Regions from separate parts of the Drosophila melanogaster genome. Here region 1 is linked to region 2. The links are chromatin contacts, called in public HiChIP or PLAC-seq maps. All regions are on one chromosome and are shown on one strand. Each heading gives the region's core, a stretch centred on a gene start, on an enhancer-like site or on the middle of the called end of the contact. The rest is flanking DNA. Distances are from core to core; before and after follow the strand shown.

What was found. HiChIP or PLAC-seq counts read pairs in DNA pulled down with a chosen protein or histone mark.
Region 1: a contact with region 2 is called in a CP190 HiChIP or PLAC-seq map of the Kc167 cell line, with 4 times the contacts expected there. The contact joins the promoter of mfas here to the promoter of Lk6 in region 2. A contact is called at or near these places in 1 of 107 Hi-C or Micro-C datasets (the S2 cell line) and 2 of 6 datasets of contacts at active chromatin or transcription factors (both in the Kc167 cell line).

The regions. Positions count from the first base shown.
Region 1 is chr3R:11,990,915-11,996,295 of dm6, reverse strand. mfas (midline fasciclin) reads left to right here and starts at 2,981. Exons shown (of 10, transcript NM_176478.1): 1 at 2,981-3,047; 2 at 3,444-3,554; 3 at 4,153-4,224. The coding sequence starts at 3,484. Tk (Tachykinin) reads left to right here. Exons shown (of 4, transcript NM_001275564.2): 2 at 233-924; 3 at 1,104-1,332; 4 at 1,541-2,121. The coding sequence starts at 274. The coding sequence ends at 1,554.
Region 2 is chr3R:11,761,782-11,767,500 of dm6, reverse strand. Lk6 (Lk6 kinase) reads left to right here and starts at 3,044. Exons shown (of 6, transcript NM_143729.3): 1 at 3,044-4,017. The coding sequence starts at 3,855. It overlaps l(3)neo38 (lethal (3) neo38), which reads left to right. Exons shown (of 6, transcript NM_001043243.3): 6 at 1-2,463.

The sequences.
Region 1 (5,381 bases), core at 1,732-4,231, 230 kb before region 2:
ATTGACATAAATAAAAATGTGGCAGAGTGATTATATTTAACCTCTTCTGTAGTTATAAGCCCTTTTTAATACCCTATGTAACTATTTTCCAGCTAAAAATGAAGATGTATCAACATTTAGTTGTGATAATATGTAATAAAATATCTAGATATTTATCTGACATTAACATTATTTCCTAATTACACATTGTAATAAATCATCGATTTTCTCCCCAATTTCGCTTTTCCAGCAGCGCATCGATTTCCACGCCCGCCTAAAAGCTCGCCACATCCAATGCGCCCTCTGAGCGGTTTGATAGCGCTGGCGCTGCTGCTGCTGCTCCTGCTGACGGCACCATCGAGTGCGGCGGACACGGAGACGGAGTCCTCCGGCAGCCCGCTGACGCCCGGCGCCGAAGAGCCGCGTCGGGTGGTAAAGCGGGCGCCCACGTCCAGCTTCATTGGGATGCGCGGCAAGAAGGACGAGGAGCACGACACCTCGGAGGGTAACTGGCTGGGATCGGGACCCGATCCGCTGGATTACGCCGACGAGGAGGCGGACAGCAGCTACGCGGAGAACGGGCGGCGACTGAAGAAGGCACCGCTGGCCTTTGTTGGCCTGCGTGGCAAGAAATTCATCCCAATCAACAACCGCCTGTCCGATGTCCTGCAGAGCCTGGAGGAGGAGCGCCTGCGGGATAGCCTGCTGCAGGACTTCTTCGATCGCGTGGCTGGGCGTGATGGCTCCGCGGTGGGCAAGAGAGCGCCCACCGGGTTCACGGGCATGCGAGGTAAGCGACCCGCCCTGCTGGCCGGGGACGATGACGCGGAGGCGGACGAGGCCACGGAGCTGCAACAAAAGCGGGCGCCGGTCAATTCCTTTGTGGGGATGCGCGGCAAGAAGGACGTCTCCCACCAGCACTACAAGCGTGCAGCTCTCTCCGATGTAAGTCGACTTACCTTGCAGTTAGTTGTTGGTGGCAAGTACAGTGGTTTCTCTTGATGCGCTTATTAAAACACTAAAACCCCATTGCAAATCAGAGTGTTAGTCTTTTTTTGAATAATACATAAAAGAAACCATTGAATTGCATATCTATACATATGTGAAGATCTAATCGACCCCAGTTCTGGCACACTTTTTTTAAAAAGTCCTATGACTTGAGAGGAAAACAGCAGCGCTTCGCCGACTTCAACAGCAAATTTGTGGCGGTGCGTGGCAAGAAGAGCGATCTGGAGGGCAACGGAGTCGGGATTGGTGACGATCATGAGCAAGCTCTGGTGCATCCATGGCTCTACCTGTGGGGAGAAAAGCGAGCGCCCAACGGATTCCTGGGAATGCGAGGCAAACGGCCAGGTACATATTCACAAATTCATTTAACCAAAATGTATTTGGTTAAAAAGCTGTTGTATTTCAAGCTTAAGGTGGCAACCTATTATTAAGGAAGCTGAATAAAGTTTTAAATTAATACATTTATTATTTATTGCTCGCCAATGGGGGGAAACCCAATTTTATACCCAATTAATTATAGATTTTGATTATTCTCTTCCTTTCATCGACACAGCACTTTTCGAGTAGGCGATGTTGAGCGATTTGATAGATCTTGATGGAAGTTCCTCTTAGAGCTACAAAACTAGGAAATGCGAAAGTAGATGGACACAGGGGACCGGGAGAGCAGATTTGGAAACAGAAAATGGATCACATGAGTGTTTTAAATAATCACTGGGCTGGAGATTATTTCAAACACGGACACACAAAAAACACACGGCTAAGAATTTGCTCTGTTTGTCGACACAAAATTTCAGCTTAATGTATAACGAGACTTGCGAATAATTTATTGGGAATTTATTTGAAATTGAATGAGATGCTTCGATGAGTGTGTGGATTCAATTGTACTATTTGCATATCTAAGTGTAAACTTTTAATCAAAATTATGATGAAAATTAAACTAGAAGAAGTTCAAATGCACAAGATAAACAGAAAAGTGGGAAAGTAATTATTTATTTAAAACAAATATATTTAAAACGAATATACTTAAAGATACATTTCAGTTGTGGTACATCTACGTATACAAAATATATATACACCTACATTAATAGCACAAATAAATATTGTAAATAATGAATAAATATTTATTTCAGAAACGGATGATTACGATTTTTCATGGTTTTTCAATAACAACATACTTTGCTTGACTTTGGTAATAAGTAAAAAACGGGCATCTAATATTGACTAAAATCAAAACAATGAGCAATCAAATATAAGAACACATTATAAAGTCTTCTAACAGTTCCAAGAAATTCAATTTCATCTACACATGTAGCTACAAGCTGACATCTTGTTTATACAAAACAATAAAAACCGATCGGAACAGTTTCAAAATATGAGGAGACTCCTAATAAGGCGGAACCGACCAGACACCACAGTGATTGATGGGTGTTAGAGGTTACGGGAATATCGGAAATTCCAAGTGCGCACTACACCTGGCTAGCAAATACAGGTAGGACATTGCCAGAAACGCTCTAGGTGCAGTTTAAACAGAAAATGATTCTAGGAAATTGAAAATACTCGAAATGAATAAGTAGTTTGAAATGCTCGCCAAGCCAAAGTCTGAAATGATATGAGTCCTATATTATAGGATATATTCTTCAGATTCTACACCGTTTTAGTTTGGGTTTTGTATCCCAAATTCTACAGTATTTTGAGTGAAATGTACTATGATTAATAAAAGTGCTTCGTTTCGCTCGCTTCTCTATGAAGTGTTAATAGCTGGCACTTTCACAATTTGTACGAACCTCCTGCCACCCGCACTATTTGCATATACATATGTAAATACACACATACATACATATATAGAGCTATTACCGATTTCACAGCGTCCCCAAAAGTTCTCTCTGTTCTCCCAAAGCTCCCATGATCACTACATGCGTTGATATCGCGGCAGAGGAATCGACGGCGACTGCGGCAGAGCAGCTTATAAATACCAGATGCTCGACGTTCTTGGGCAGTTAGTTTTAAACTGCGACTTGAAGCGGCAACATCGTCGGATCAAGCAACATATAACAACTTTCGTGAGTGCCACAAGTGCCCCTTTTTTACGATTAACTGCAGTAAAAGGAGCCAGAGACATTTGATAATTGAGTGTGTGCCAATTTTTGTAAAAACAAGACAATTGACAATAATTACAAGTGAGTGACAGGCGGTATATGTCGTCTATCCGTAGCATATTTACAATTAATGCGTGAAGACAGTGGAAAATTTTCTTCGTCGACCGTCGCTCTCACTCCCAAAATCAGTCACCTACATACGCGAGTGCAGCGCTGCGTGGAAAACCTGTATTTCTTCGGTTTCTCAGCTGTTTTTCCATCCATCGCGGTGAAATTTCTCGAATCCAACCAGCCATTCAGCCAGCTTCAGCCATTCCCTTGATTACAGCAACTTTCAGCTTGTCTCGTTCATTTACTTAGCTCCCAACCGAGGCTCCAGATTAAAATTGTGATACCAAACATGCTACGGCTGTGGGCCTGCCTGCTCCTCCTGGGATCAATCCAGATCCAGGCGGTTCCATTCTACGGCGAGTGAGTATCAATCCGACAAGTTTTTCGTGCTGTGTAGTAGCGTTCGTTTCATGCACATTTCACGTAGTTTGAGTTGTTTGCGTTGCGGGCTAAATGGTTAACATATGTACATCGACATCTTCTGATAAGGCATGAACTAAATGTTTTATGTTATCGGAACACAATTGAAATGCCAGGAATGCCTGGGACCCACAAAATTGAAATACTTCTCTAATTAAACATATACAATTTCATAGAATCATTGGAACAAAATTTTACCTAACAAGCGCATCCCAAATAACTAAAAACGGAAAAAAATTAAAAAAAAAAAAACACTTTGAAAGAAATACAAAATTAGATCTAAATTGAAACGTTTGATACCATCCATAACAATGTTTATAACAATATTAATGTAAGCCACGAGTTAAAAAACAAGTATTTTGCCATTATTGAAGTTTTACAATAACGCTTTCAAATATATTTTTGAAGACCAATTGGTAAAGTTTCCAAATAATCGTTAATATTAAGTGCTTAAGTCCCATAGAACTAACCCTAGTAGATTTTTCCCATCCGCCCGACCTTTTAAATCTGTCCCAATAAACGAAATGTTGAATTCCAGTTCAAGTTCTGAAGAGGTTGCCGAATTCGATGACTCCTCGGATTCCACACACGAGTCCTCAGATAACTCCAGGTGAACTATAAGTAAACGTAGTTAGCCCAGCTGTTGAGTCCCCAACATTTCCCAGTAGATTTGCTCATTTACAACTACTTAACAAAGCAAACATACCGACGAGGTTTACATGTTAAACAACTTAAAAATGCTTAAACAGTTTCAATATTTTTTTCACTCACGGGTTCCGCTGGGCCCACTGACACCACATAAAAGTTGGCTAATACCGGGTTCAGTGTTTTTTATGACATTTTCAAGCCCAACGAGGCACCGAGCCCTGTTTGTTCTTGGAGAAACTTTTCGCCCGCTAAACGAAACTGCAAATAAAGTTGACCGAAATGTTTATGGTAGCGAAGGCGCTGAAAGAGCGAAAAGTTCCCCCGGAAAGAAAGTCCAAAAGCCCGCCGAGTATTGACCTCAATTGATAAACCTTAAACTGAAATTGTTGAGTCGCAGAGATTGTCTGCCAATAAATCCGCATCGAACTGGGTTCTTTGCCGCCATTGGAAATGTGCAAAGGCCACGATCTGAGTCTTTGGCTTTTATTATTTTTTTCCCCCTTTTTTGCGAAAGATACTGCATCGCAAGAGAACAATGTGCAACCAAAGTGGGGCAACACCGCGGGACTTGGGCAACCAAGATCCACATCTTCTTCCACCGATCTTCTCCGTTCGCTCCACACTTGGCTGACTTTGCCACCTTTGGGTTCAAGCCGCCGCAGGGCTCATCTTTGGCACACAAATCTCGAACAGTTTTGGCCCTGAGAGCAATTGACATTTGACACGGCATTAAGTGGCATATTGTGGGTAATGGGTAATGCGCCGGCAAAAGAATGTCTCCGCAAACTCTATAATCTGCCCTCGAATTGGGTCGCCCACAATTTGGTTCCCCCTTTAACGCTCACAGAATGTTTTTTTTTATTCTGCCTGTCACGGCTGCGCTTAAATTAAATCAGGCAGCCATTTGGTTGGATCCATCTCTGCCCTCGACGTAAACATTTCCCTGGAAATTTCTGTGGCCAATGACTTTCGCTCTGGCTTCAAGCGAACAGAATTTAGTTTGTTTGCAAATTATATTCGATTCACAGATTGGATACGCAGTCTACAAATATTCCAAGTAGTCTTGAATACCATGATCACAAAACAAATACTTCACACATTCATTAATCTTTCACAAAG
Region 2 (5,719 bases), core at 1,795-4,294:
ATAAAGTAAACGATTTAACAGATCCAAAAGAATACATAGCAATGCGACATATTGCAAAACCTTGTATAGTTATACGAAGCTTCAAACTAAATACGCTAGCCTACAGATACACGCATATAAATACGGATGCAGAATCAGATATTGTAAAGCGAACACTCAGCCACTTGTTTGTTTGTCTCTTTCCTTGTTTGTTTCGATCACTCAATTCAAAAATGGCCCACTGAGCTCAAACTTCAATCCCTAATTGATTTCGAATCAAAGTGTAAGTGGATGTTGTTTCACATTCCAAGTTAAAATCACATTTTAAAGTCTTAATCCGGTTATAGCCTATGGATCTAGTACAAAACACTTGCAAGAGTAAAATAACTTTTCAAATCGTAATTTCTGAAGAGTTTGAGCCAGAGCGACATTTGTATGCATTTTTCACGTTCAAAAACTATTTTTCCGGCACACTTCTTACGAAAAATGTACTTAATCAGAAAGATAACCTTCTTGGTTGGTGCCAAAAACTTGTGTATTTATTTGATCCGGTGCCAGCCAGTTTGGATCAACAGTAGTATACAGTGCGGAACGTAAATGAAACACTTGCAGTGAAGTACAAATATTTTAACTACACACCCACAAGAGAAGAAGCACTCACGACACAGCAGCAGATTGCATATAGACAAGTAAACCGAGGATGTGTATTAGCCAAAAAGTTAATGGAAAAATAAGCGAAACTAAGCAAATCTCAATACAGTTACTACGCCAGAGGGTAGCATATTATTAATGCGTTTTGTTGGCCCGTAAGGCAGAACAATTTGGTAAACAATAACGTAACAACATATAAATAATTAAGCAACCTTCACAGCAAACAAGGAGTTTTTATTTTGCCATTGATTTTCTCGGTCTCACTCACTCTCTCTCTCTCTCTCTATCTATTTTTCTTGACACACTAAATCGAATAAGAAAATATAAAACAATAAGTTTATAAAGAAAAAGTTGCAATAAATGACAAACAAATGAAATTAAATCACTCAGGGATAAAGCCTCCAAAAGAAAAACATAAAATAAAAATGCAATATTTTAAACGAAGTGAAAAAAGAAAAGAAAAATGAAACAAAACAAAAGAAAAGAAAAGAAAAGAAAAATTTAATCTAATGAGGAAGTACATTTTAAAGTTACAAATATTTTAGAATAATACGAGAAGAACAAACTAAAAATGTTTTAGAAATTTGCACAAATTTTGGCATTTTATAAACGCAAAACGAACCATCATCAACCAACTAAAATGCATAACGAACGAACAAACAAATGACGAAATAGATACATATTTTCTCACACTTCATTGGCTTATCGAAGGTATAAAATCGACAATTACAGGATAGATCTAGATCGCAACACAGCCGAACCGACGACGATCGACTTCACAGGCTGCTGGCAAACGGTCCGTGCAACTTTTAGTGCATTTAAATAAATTATAAACACAAAAACAAAAGCAAACACAAAAATGATCGAAGGAGCGTAAGCGAAACATAAGCAGTTCATATTTACAGGAGCTAAATAAGTAATGCGGGGGGTTTGCGGCCAAAGAGAAGTTAAATTGTAGTTAGAGGTGGATGGATTAATACCCTAGGATGGCATTTAGGGCAAGGATCAGACGAAAAGGGCGCGTAGCATTACACCTTTTACATTAAACGACGATACGATGCCGCGCATCCAATTTGAAACTGTACGTATTGAATTTATGTTTAGTGTCTGCAGCATGCGGGGGATGTGAAGGAAGGAAGGAGGGAAGAAAAAGGATCGACGGGCGAAGAGCTAAATACATTTAAGGGTTAGATTTTCTGCGAAAGGACTGAAGTTAAGGCAACGTAGCGTTTAAATGCAAAATTGAATTGAATTGAATTGATGACGAAACCGAGTGTTATGGATAATGGAGCGTGCGCGAATGCGATTGGTGACGAAAATTACTTGTTTTAAGGCTGGACTTATGTAATTTCGAGCAAAAACGATAGTAGCGAAACAAAAACATGTAAAATGCAGATATAATATTTTTATAATTAAAACAAAGGTACCCCCACCCCACTACCCTTATCTTAATATGTTTAATTCAACTGCAATTATCGTTAAAGACGTATTTACTGTTTGTGATCCAAATTCATTGATTAAACGTAAACTACACAAAGATACAATTGTTGCATGGGCAAGGTTTGAAGTCCGGGTTCGCAAAGTACCCACAAGTACTCGATCCCCGGGTCTCAAAGACGAGGAAATCACGAGTCAATAAGCCAGGTTTAAAACTTGCAGGTGCGTCGTCAATGGCTCGCAATATTTTCCGGTCGGGCCAAATCCGAAAATGGCCTGCCCGAAAATTATACACACCTTACAGGACCGAGTGTTAAGAGTACTTTTGGACTCTCTGCGAACCCATAGAAATAGAGCAGGAACAGTAAATTGTACTTAATTGAAAAATGATATAATAAAACACCGCCACTTTGAAATATATTTACTTGAATCAAATAATATTAATGAGTATATATAACTTTGTACTTGAATAATATTTTATTTATATTTACCTTAAGTCAATAAAAATTCTAATAAATTATAATCACCCAAAAATGCATTTTGTTCAAATGTCGAGGGGAGTTCTTTTCAACTGCTGATTGGAAAATTGATGCCTTTTATTATTGATATTTGCGAATACTGATTGACAAGCTGCGAACCTTGAGTAAACGTATTCTTCCCAAAAATAAAATATAAAATAAATAAAGAAGGCTAATAAGTTTCATAGTGGGGTGTAAATTAAACAATTCAAAAGAACCGCCCAACTGTGGTTTATAAGCTTGGCGCACTACGCCAAGTAAAATACATGTAGAAAACGTGACGGCGTTGCCACTCTTATTGTATTTAGCTAGTTTAACCACCAAATAAACAGCGAAGTTCTCAACCATATGTGAGTTGCGTAGCCATACTACATTTGAAGCAAAAAACCCTAGTGTCGCTGCCGTCTTGTGGTATTTTCGTTGGCCCGAAAAACGGTCCTACCAAAATGGTACCTCCGGCCACACGGATGAATTCGTCGTCATTCGTCGGAATCATTCGAACTTTGAAAATGGATCGGTAGCTGGGAAGGAAACTTAAAGCGAAATACGCAAAGAAAACGGCTTTTGTCCGCTATTCAGCGATTTTTTTTGTGTTGTAATCAGCAGAGGAAATTTTAACGACCAACTCCACCGCCACACCAGCCATCTCCAGCAGCTCCGGAAAATAAAATAGAACTAAATTAACGCCTCCATCACTACAACAACCATCTCACCAACAACTACAAGAGCAACAACCACAGCAACAGCACTACTGCACCAAGCCCACAAAGAAGAGGTGAAACGCAAAAATCGCAATACCCGAAGAAAAAAACAAAAAATATCGCAGATAACCGAAAAAAGCGGTGCAAATAGATAAACCCCATTTTTTGCTTGAGCTTTTTTCGCCTGTGTGATGAGAGAAATCAGCAGCAGCCATCGATTACAACAACAACAGCAGCCACACCAACGACGACTCAACCACCAAACCAAGAATAAATAAACAGCGGAGAGCGATAGATAGAGAGAGAGAGAGAGAGGAGCATCTGCAGCAGAATTGAATCAGTTTTTTCATCAACCGCCGCATTGTATTAAAAACACAAAAATCCCATAGGCGGCCACCATTTTGATTTTGAATGAACTGAACGAGAAGAGAGGAAAGAGCACGAGAGACTGAGAAAAACTGCTGCTCATTTGTTGCACCGTAAACCCTTTTTCCAGCTTGTAAGCACTCTGCCTGTCTCACTCTAATCGCGTCCAGGAGCACCGTACAGTAACAACAACAGCAACAACATGGTGGAGCCCAAGTCCGGGACAGCTGCTTCTGCCGCTGCTGCGAAAGCAAGCAACAACAATAACAACAACCACCCCCGTGGATCTGGGGACAGCGGCATCCGGAGTGGCAGCGGCATTTCCTGCAGCAACACGGACAACAGCTGCAGCCAGAGTCAGTCAGGTGAGCAATTTGAGTTTCTAGAACTCTGGGAGTTTGACACTAAATTCCCATAGCTGAGAAGCAAACTGTGATGCATGAGATATATTTTGGAAACCTTCTGAAGAGATTTCGCATATTTGCGCTTCGTGTGTCACCAGTTTAATTTTAACTAGACAACATGTTAACAGAATGATGAAATAATTGCAAATATTTGCTCTGACTGTGAATTTGGCAGCTCTTTCGTATAAATTTGAACTTCTACCTATTGGAAATTCACCTGTATCTCTGTCGTAATATTGTTGTATTGCCTAAATATAAAGTATATTTCGTAGGCAACAGTTATTTGCATGCCAAAAGAAAACAAAAGCCTTATTTAAGCATATAATTATTATTTTGAGAATGTGACAAACGTTCTTTGCTTCTTAAAGTTGTACCTATAAAATACGATTTGTAGGATATTTCTGCTAAAATGCAATGGTAAAAAAAAGATATACGTTAATGTAATATTTTGTATCGGAAGTTATACTTCCTCTAAAGTTCCTAACCATATGTATGTATTATTCTGCTTGTCATTGGGTGGGGACTGACTACCAATCAGAGAAAAGACCCGACCATTGCTCCTACGCTTTCATTCAGTGGATTTCTAGTCAGTTATCGGCAAAGCTGGGCCAGGCAGCACTTTCGTTTCGTTTACCCTTGCTAATCAATCGAACGAACTAGGGAGCATTGACTGACTGGGCCACGTTGCGCACCGGGTGCCGCAGTGTATTTCCTTGACGTCACACGATGTTCGAGAACATGCATGCTGTCTGCCTGCCGGCGCCCAACCCCACCACCCACTCCGCTTCCCTTCACCCACCCCGCACAGTCTGTGTGGTGTTTACAGTTGTTTTGTTTCGCCAAGAGAACCCCATTGCATCATTCGACTGGGGCCATTAAGCTGAATATAAGTGTGTATGTGCCCTAATTTTAGGGGTATTCCAGCATCTGGACTTTATAACCATCACTGGGGGTGTTATTATTGTACACAAGTTCTTAATTATATGTGGGATTTGATATATGCTATAAAATAACAATGACAAAGATCAACTAAATCCACTAATTAGTCATATTCTAACTGGAGGTTAAACTAGAAGTTTGTTGTTTTCGTTTAGATAGTGATTATAGTCCATACTTTGTGTTTATCAAAGATAATCTTATGAAACAGGACAGATTGTTGTGTAAATATGCTAGATACGGTTGGGTTGGACCACTGACATCCACTAATTCCACTAATATCCTATAAAATCGGGCATAAGTGAGCTGCTTTGAAAAATCATGAAATCCATATGGGTAAACTGCTGTACAATAGGAATATATTCACACATACATATGTAGATTTCAGCACCAATAGTTACCCTTTGTAATTAGACCAGTTGACTGGTATAAATTCGCATAATATGATTATCAATTTAAGCAATACTAGATTCCAAGCACAAAAGGGTATTCCTTTTCCCTGCCATTCCACCAACACCACCAAAGCTGCCGGCGAAGTGAGAGAGACGGCACTAGTATCTGTGCCAGCTAGCCGAGACCGAGAAATTGAAATTGAGCGTGTGCAGGCAGTTATGGAAATGGAAAATGACTCATGATGGCTGATCGATTGAGCGTAATGCACTGACACTCGTGTTCAAATGCGTATTCGTGCCCAAAATGCAGCGAACGCGGCGAAATGTGAACAAAC